Linked DNA regions of Triticum aestivum: region 2 is linked to region 1. A link is a contact called in public Hi-C data. All regions are on one chromosome and are shown on one strand. The core of a region is the stretch at or near the end of the contact, and the rest is flanking DNA. Distances in the headings are between cores, read along the strand shown. Region 1 holds the start of LOC123085571 (omega-3 fatty acid desaturase, chloroplastic). Region 2 holds the start of LOC123085573.

The links. A called contact is a pair of places that touch in the nucleus more often than the background predicts.
Region 2: a contact with region 1 is called in a Hi-C map of leaf, with 6 times the contacts expected there. The contact joins the promoter of LOC123085573 here to the promoter of LOC123085571 in region 1. A contact is called at or near these places in 1 of 5 Hi-C or Micro-C datasets (leaf) and 1 of 1 datasets of contacts at active chromatin or transcription factors (leaf).

What each region holds. Positions count from the first base shown.
Region 1 is chr4A:132,516,512-132,520,537 of IWGSC CS RefSeq v2.1, reverse strand. It overlaps LOC123085571 (omega-3 fatty acid desaturase, chloroplastic), which reads left to right and starts at 1,911. Exons shown (of 8, transcript XM_044507234.1): 1 at 1,911-2,496; 2 at 2,611-2,700; 3 at 2,791-2,857; 4 at 2,970-3,062; 5 at 3,149-3,334; 6 at 3,433-3,513. The coding sequence starts at 2,021.
Region 2 is chr4A:132,804,434-132,808,459 of IWGSC CS RefSeq v2.1, reverse strand. It overlaps LOC123085573, which reads left to right and starts at 1,992. Exons shown (of 5, transcript XM_044507238.1): 1 at 1,992-2,437; 2 at 2,573-2,758; 3 at 2,861-2,928; 4 at 3,020-3,082; 5 at 3,175-3,590. The coding sequence starts at 2,686. The coding sequence ends at 3,285. LOC123085572 (phosphoinositide phosphatase SAC8) reads left to right here. Exons shown (of 20, transcript XM_044507235.1): 15 at 257-365; 16 at 445-517; 17 at 609-702; 18 at 993-1,079; 19 at 1,232-1,298; 20 at 1,377-1,854. The coding sequence ends at 1,504.

The DNA.
Region 1 (4,026 bases), core at 662-3,161:
AGCAAAAAGGCTAGTGCGAAAAGAAAAGAAAGAAAAAGAAACCCGCCGGCACCAACACAAACCCAAGCTCAGTCGACAACCGTGCACATCATCGGAATCCATCGTCGAGGTCACCAAGATGACGCCTCCAAGGAGGAAGTGGTATTGCTAACACCACCATCATCCAATCTGGCTCCGCCAGATCTTAGGTTTTCACCCGAGACCTCAGCCATAAGGTAGGAAGAGCAATGAGCTCCACGACGGTACCTCCAAGGAAGAAGACGACATCCATAGATGCCGTTACCGTCGGCACCGACGAGGTCAATGCAGGATTTTCATCCGGAGCCAAGTCTTCCGCCACCCATCCAGGATCCGAGACCTACCCATCGCCATCGGGCCGGATGAAGTCAGGCACACACTACCAGACACAGGAATGTCGCCGCCGCACGCAGAAACTAAGCGAGCACATGCCAACCTGACCGGTCTGTCCCACCGCTCGCAGGACCTGGGCGAACCAAGTCGGCTTCGGCCATCCTCTGACTCCGTGCGCGGATCTAGGCGAGAATTCGCACCGCAGCGCTCAAGAAAGACCAGAGAAGAACCTAAACTGACCGGCCCGCACCGCAGCGCGCCGGAACAGAGCAAAAAAACCAAGCCAAAGTTAACAGGCTCGCGCCGCCGCGCGCTAGGACCGGACCTCCGCGCTGGAATTGGTGAGCCCGACCCTCCCCAAGCACCAACAGGATGGACGACACCCTTGCTCTAGGAGCTGGACGTGCACACGATTGAAGGGAGAAGCCCACCAGCATCCACACCTCCACGACGCACAAGCACAGCGCAACTCCTCGCCCCTGCGATCCAAGAACACGCAGCAGCGCCCCCTCCACACTCTCGTGAGCGCCCGCCATGGCACATGCGCGAGGCCGCCGGGCATCCGCCCCGGCAGATCGGCACAAGGGAAACCCCCGCACGCCACCGCGACGCACACAGCTGGTTCGCGCCGTGCACGCACACGCGCCGTCGTGCATCCCTGCTCAGCAGCGAAGCCCAGGGCCCGCCGAAACCCTAATCGGGTCCGGCCCCTGCTCGCCGCGCCTTCTCGCCGCGCGCAGCACACCCCGCGCCGCGCCCATCGCGCTCGCCGCGCCTTCTCGCCGCGCGCACCACGCCCGTCGGCGCCTGCTCGCCGCGCGCATCGCGCCCGCCGCGTCCCCGCTCCTCTCCTTGGCCGAGCGACCCCGCGCTGCCCAGGCCTCGTGAGAGGGAAAAAATGGGAGGCCCCGCCGCCGCCGACGCCACGCGGGCTTTGCCCGGCGGCGCTTGCCGGCGGCGGCGAGGGGAGGGGGAGATCTGGGAGGGGGGCTGGAGTGGCGGCTAGGGTTTCGCCCGGGCCGTCCGCGGGGAGGGCGACACGAGACGTAGGACGAAAGAGATGAACTGTCGATTTTGGTGGCCGCAATGCAGCACATCACCGGCTGCGTTGTGCGGCGGCTGGTCAGGCATGGATTGCCACATATGTCCAAAAGCGTGTAGTGGATCTCCTGTGGGAAAAATAATAATTTTAAATAAGCGAGTCTCCCATACCGGGAGGAGGAAGTACATACATATAACAAGAAAAAAAAAGAGCACTGGTTCGCAAAAAGAAAAAGAAAGTAACAAGTCAAAGAAAAAACAAGTTTTTTTTAAAGCGTCGAAAAACAAGTTAGCGGCGTCAGAGTCCACCCGCGGCAGTTCACACGTGCCAGCTCCCGTGGCTGGACCCGGGTCCGACCGCCATCCCGGTCCGAGTCCACCGCACCGCGGCCAACTCCATAGTCCATCGCGATGCCGACGCGCACCATCCCCTTCCCCGTTCCTCAGCGCGCGCTCGCTCGCACGCGCAACACGGGGCCAGCGATCTCCCTCCCTCTCGCGCGTATATAGAAACCTCGCGTTTGCCGATCCCGACCACCGCTAGCCCGAGTCCCTTCGACCCTCGCAACCGTGGTGGTACACGACTGGACTAGCTAGCAGCCGTCCATCGCTGCGGTGCCGTCGCCCAATGGCCCGGCTCGCCCTCTCCGACTGCCGCGGCCTCACGCCGCTCCGCGCGCGCAGCCGCGGCGGCGCCATTGCGCTGCCGTCGCCTCCCCACCTCGCCGCGGGGCCGCGTCGCCCCGCGGCTGCCGCCATCCACCGCGACTGGGCGCTCCGCGTCGCCGCGCCCACCCGCCTCGCCTCCGTCTTCGAGGAGGATAAAAGGAGCCTCGGGGGAGCGGAGGAGGCCGGGAGCTCCTCGGCCGGGTTCAACCCGGGGGCGCCGCCGCCGTTCGGCCTGGCGGAGATCCGCGCGGCCATCCCGAAGCACTGCTGGGTCAAGGACCCGTGGCGGTCCATGAGCTACGTGCTGCGCGACGTCCTGGTCGTGCTCGGCCTCGCCGCCGCCGCCGCGCGGGTCGACAGCTGGCTCGTCTGGCCGCTCTACTGGGCCGCGCAGGGCACCATGTTCTGGGCGCTCTTCGTCCTGGGACACGACTGGTACGGGCCGTCCTACCTCGTACCCCAGACCCAAAGATCGGACCTCCATGCCGGTTTTAGCCTGAAAGCACTATGTTTGTCTCTTGTCCTGTAACGACTGTTTGGTGTTTGCAGTGGGCATGGGAGCTTCTCAAGCAACCCAAAGCTGAACAGCGTGGTTGGCCACATACTCCATTCCTCAATTCTCGTTCCATACAACGGCTGGTACGATGAGTGCATGCTGTATTTTCTTCTTTGTTGTGGAATTGTTATTGATGCTAAGAAAGGCGGCGTCTTGTGTGAATGTAATTGCAGGAGGATCAGCCACAGGACGCACCACCAGAACCACGGCCATGTGGAGAAGGACGAATCCTGGCACCCGGTAGGTGTTTGGCTCTTTGCTTCTCGGTGGATTCATGCATGCATAATTCTTCAGAGAGGCGGCGTTTTGGTGAATTGTGCTTGATGATTCCTTGAATTGTGATAATTCGCAGCTACCCCAGAGGCTGTACAATAGCCTGGACAATATGACAAAGAAGTTGCGGTTCAGCATGCCATTTCCCATGCTTGCATTCCCCTTATACTTGGTGAGGCACAAAGCTGCTTGATTTTACCACGACGTGTGAATTGGTTGGTCTTGTTTTCTAACATGGTAAATTCTTGTTCTGTGCAGTTTGCGAGGAGCCCTGGCAAGGAAGGCTCACACTTCAACCCGAACAGCGATTTGTTCCAACCTAATGAGAAAAAGGATGTGCTAACATCCACTGCGTCCTGGCTAGCAATGATTGGGGTTCTTGCAGGTCTGACCTTTGTGATGGGGCCTCTTAAAATGCTAAAGCTCTATGCAGTCCCATATGTGGTAAGAGCTTCATGCCTTTCATCAGACGCCCAATTTTGGCAAGCTTAGAATTTGGATAAGCCAATTCATGTGATTAATTTTGGTGAACCCATGTGCAGATATTTGTTATGTGGCTGGATTTTGTCACATACTTGCATCATCATGGTCACGAAGACAAGGTTCCCTGGTATCGTGGAAAGGTAATATCATGGTTGAATCAGATTTGCAATGAATCAATGCTTCAGGATAACTGCTTAATGTTCGAAATACAATGGCATGATCCATTATTATTTGTTAAAATGACAGAAAATACCTGTTTGCTGTTTCAAGTAGAATATACATGTGGAAAACAGAAAACTAAACATAATCGATGCTGTTAAAGAAAATGGCAAACATAGCAGTATAGTTTTAAAAATATTTAATGGAAGGTTCAGAAAGGGCACTTCCTGCCAACATATATTGACTGTTCAATTACATTTATTTCTGACTTGTTCTCAAATTTGTTGGTTCTTCTGGTCTGTAATTCAATCTTTGACCTGTGTGGTACTTATTCAAGATAGGTATCTGTGTTATGCCCAAGTGGACATGTTTCCTTCAGTCAGAAGAGTAATCCTAGCGGTGAATGTTAGAAATGGAAGATATTATGTTTTCCAGTAGCTGCTTCAGTTTACATGGTTTTCATTTATAAATTATAATTGCTTAACAGTCCTAGT
Region 2 (4,026 bases), core at 743-3,242, 290 kb before region 1:
GACTTGGTTCGGCCTTAGTTCCTTGAAGCAACTATACTCCCTTGCGACTATATTGAGGTTGCAGCTGAATGAACAGTAACCTTGACTAAAATACAATAGGAAGGTCTAAATATTCATGTGATTGATATCACATTATTTTGATTGACAGACTTAGTTTTTCGTGATTCAGACCTTGCTACTTTTAATTGTCTGATGAACACCTTGCTGAATCATTTCATATCGTCATGGTGAATTCTTTTTGAGTGCTGCTTTCCAGAGTTTCCTTGCAAGAAAATCTTTGGACTCACAGCTGCAACGAATGGGGGCATTATCATCAGCTGAAAGTATCTCTCAATCTGATAGCATTAACGATAAATTTAAAAAATGTAAGGTATGGTGATGTTTAGTATGGTGCTTTAGACAGTTTTACATGTATCGTATTCATGCTTAATACATGCTTGGCAGTGTGGGTTGAGCATGGTGATGAGCTAAGCCTTGAATATGCTGGTTCTTATGCCTTAAAGGGAGACCTTGTAAGGTAATTTCTAGCATATCTTGCTACATCAATCTTCCTGAATCAACCTTGTTATGTGCATATCGTCCAGTTCTTGACAACTCAAATAACACAGGTATGGAAGGCAGACATTGCCTGGATTGATTAAAGATGGCATGAGCGCTCTTTCCCGGTATTATTTGAACAATTTTCATGATGGAGTGCGACAAGTAAGTTGTCAACGTATGGTCGTTTGTGATGTTCCACACGAACTATCTTGCATTCCCACCTAATATTTGCTATCATTAATAGATGTCCTACTTTTATCAGAAAATAATTGTTTTTAGGTATGTTTCTTTCAGTTAGCTTTTGATACAGTTTGTTCGTTGCTAGATTATAACTTGCCCCCACGCTTCATGCTAGATTATCACTTGTAACACCTGTTCTTAGTACTGGAGTTTATATTTTACAAAGTTGTGCTAATTGTATGGTTCTTCTGAAACCAAAATTTCAACTCTAGGATGCTCTAGATCTTATCAGTGGTTACTACACGGTCAGCAAAAGCAGTTCTTCTCCTTTTCAAATCATTGGATTTGAATCTGCACCAGTAAGCAGCCTTGTCCATCTTCTCTGCCTTAGTGTGGTTCCTCTCATTTATAGATGGCTTTCGCAACTCTTCCTATTCTTCAACCAACCACTATAGTCAGCATTAACCATGCAATCGAATCTGACATAAGTTTTGCATTTGCTGGGAAAAAGTATCTTCCTGTGGCGTCGGCAATCATAGTTGGTGGGATCACTGTCACAACTTTCACTCTTAGTCAAGGTCTGCCTTGTACTCATCTTCGCTCAGTAGGTTCCCGTTTAGCACCGTGTATTACTGATCTCGTCTTCCCATCTGCAGTTGGACGGAGCGCACAACACCTCATCTCATCCATCATCTTCGCTGGCTTGACAGCCGGAGTGGTAGCCTTGGTGAAAGCGAATGGGAAGCAGCTCTGCTCTAGACCCCGATTATGCGGTCTGATCTAGTTGGCGGCCCCTTTTCTCTTGTCCGGTTCTCAGAGCTTTGTTGTTGGAATCTGAATGGATATGAAGTGTTGACAGCAAGCTACCTGTCCACTGTCAGCGTAGATAGATTAACCAAGGGAGAGGTCAGCTTGCTGGTCCGGTAAATCTGAAGTAAATTTTGTAAACACCTGGTTAGATTGTCTGGTTTCCTGGTAAATATAGTGGATTGTGCAGTCGGAGGCACACCGTCTTGTAGTACTGTAAACTAAGGTTAAATTGTAACACTGGATTGGATTCTGCTGCACAGTTTCTGTATCTTAAACTTGTGAAATTGTTTGCACAGAATTTAAAATTACTGAATTCGACAGGCATACTCCAGAGTGAGAAGTTGGCTCTTGTATAATGCCAGCTTAACCCAGGACAGACAGCGGTAAGTTGTCCGGCTCGTTGGTGGCAACTGCATGCGTGGGTCCTGAACACCTCCGCCTGGGTCGTGGTCTTTCAGAAGGCCCCGTGCACATGTTGTTTCCTTGGATCAAGATCGATTCTCTTGAGGCCGTTTTGCCTGCACATGTTTTTCTTTTTTCTTTTCCAATTAGCACATGTGTTCTATCTATTCCTATGTTGTCAAGGCAATTTCTTCTGTGGCTTCCGTGGGTAGTTTCAGCTAGATCGTCCCGAACTCCCAGATGCCTATAGCCAGAACATATATGGTTCGAAAAAGGAAGAAAAAAAATGACAGGCGTATGCTGCCCAAAAATAAGCGCTCCCAAGATATTGGTGGCACGCCACAGTTCAAGGTGGCCAACCAAACGTTGGTGGCCAGAAAGAAAAAGACCGTCTCTGTTTTGCTCTCTTTGCTGGCTGCTATCCACGTTGGGGTCTCGAATTCACCTTGGATTTCGTAGCGTAGAACAAAGGCTCCGTCCGTCCGTCAAGCATCCTCTGTCGCAGGTGAATTGGCTCTAAATGTCTCCGCCTGTTCCGCTGGATTCCGGCTACCAGATAAGGCGGCGTGGCATGTTGAAATTTATTTGATCTCCTCTCTGTTGTCTGTTGTACTGGCTTAACATGAAGTTTCCAACGCAGGATGATCTAATAGCTGTTAGTTCTTGGTAGCATCGATCACATCAAGAAGGATTCAAAGGAAAAAAGTGCAATTGAAATAAAGTTTCACCACACGAAACCTAAGCGAGAAGCCGATGGCAAGCACTGATGATCCGAAGAACGAGCCGTCGTCCCCTTGGTCCATTTTTAATTGGAATAACAAAGCAGGTAAGGTTAAGGGGGTCTCCTGCATCCAATTCCAAGGATACGAACACACAAATACCCCCCCTTTTTTTTCTGACAACAATGTGAACTACTATCTGCTACCAGAGCCGGAGGTCGAGCAACCCAGAATGAGAAGCACCCAAGAGATCCTCACAAAATATAAATTCAACGGGGTATTATATTTCTCCACCTTTGAATTTTGCATTTACTCCTATATTGCTTGTCTCTTGCTGATTTAGCTAGTAGCTGTAAATTGCGCTCCAGGATGCTGCCGCGGCAGCGGCGCACGCGAAGGATAAGCTCATGGAGCGGCAGGAGAAACTCGCGGTAAAACGATTTGGTTCCTTCTATTGTTCAATCGACGCCAAGAGAGTACGGTAAATCTTGACGACACTGACATCCTGTTTCTTGGATGCCAGAAAATGGTCGAAGAATCTGCAGAGTTTGAGAGCGAGGCGGAAAACTTTGCCACCCTCGGCCAGCAGGTCAGGAAATCCCTGGAGACCAAGAGATGGTGGTGGCCATCGTGATTCATAAACCAATCGTCCGGTCATCAAGCGATGTGATGTGATGTAGTGTAAAAAACGCTTCTTATATTATGGGACGGAGGGAGTAATACCAATGTGTTTAGCGTGCCTGGCTGCTGCACTGGTCTGCGCATGCTAAATGAAACGAGAGCAAGACGTTGCCTTTTAGCAACAAGTGGGAATGATTGTGGACGGATACATGTATCTACTCTACTTAGTTTTAATTAATCATGTGATGGTGATGGCTGACGACCGTGCGATGAACTTCTCACCCGCCAGCACCATACATGTAACTAGCTCTTATCGTGGACGGATAAATGGTACGAGGTGGCATATTTTGCTTGCGGATCGAATGGTGCTAAGAGAGGACACGGGTGGCGTGTACCAGCCATGGGTTGGAGGCTTCTCCGATTGGACCGTCCATTGATGAGGTTAGGCTGCTTGCTGGTTCCCTTTTCCACTTGCCACGTCACCTCTCCAGTTTTTTTTTGAAACATCAAGACTTTATTCCTTAAATCAAAGGCAGGTTGTTTACAATAGCATGAGAAATAAAGTCCGGAATATTAGATTCCCCAAAAGAGGAAGATCTATTGCTAAAAGAGTTGCTAGCTAAGATATGAGCAGCCTCATTAGCTTCACGAGACAATGAGAGTATACTGTATTGGCCAAATCAAGAGCAAGTTCTCTGCACTCCAAAATCGTGGCTATATTTAATCCCGTATAATCCGAGTTCTGCACTGATTC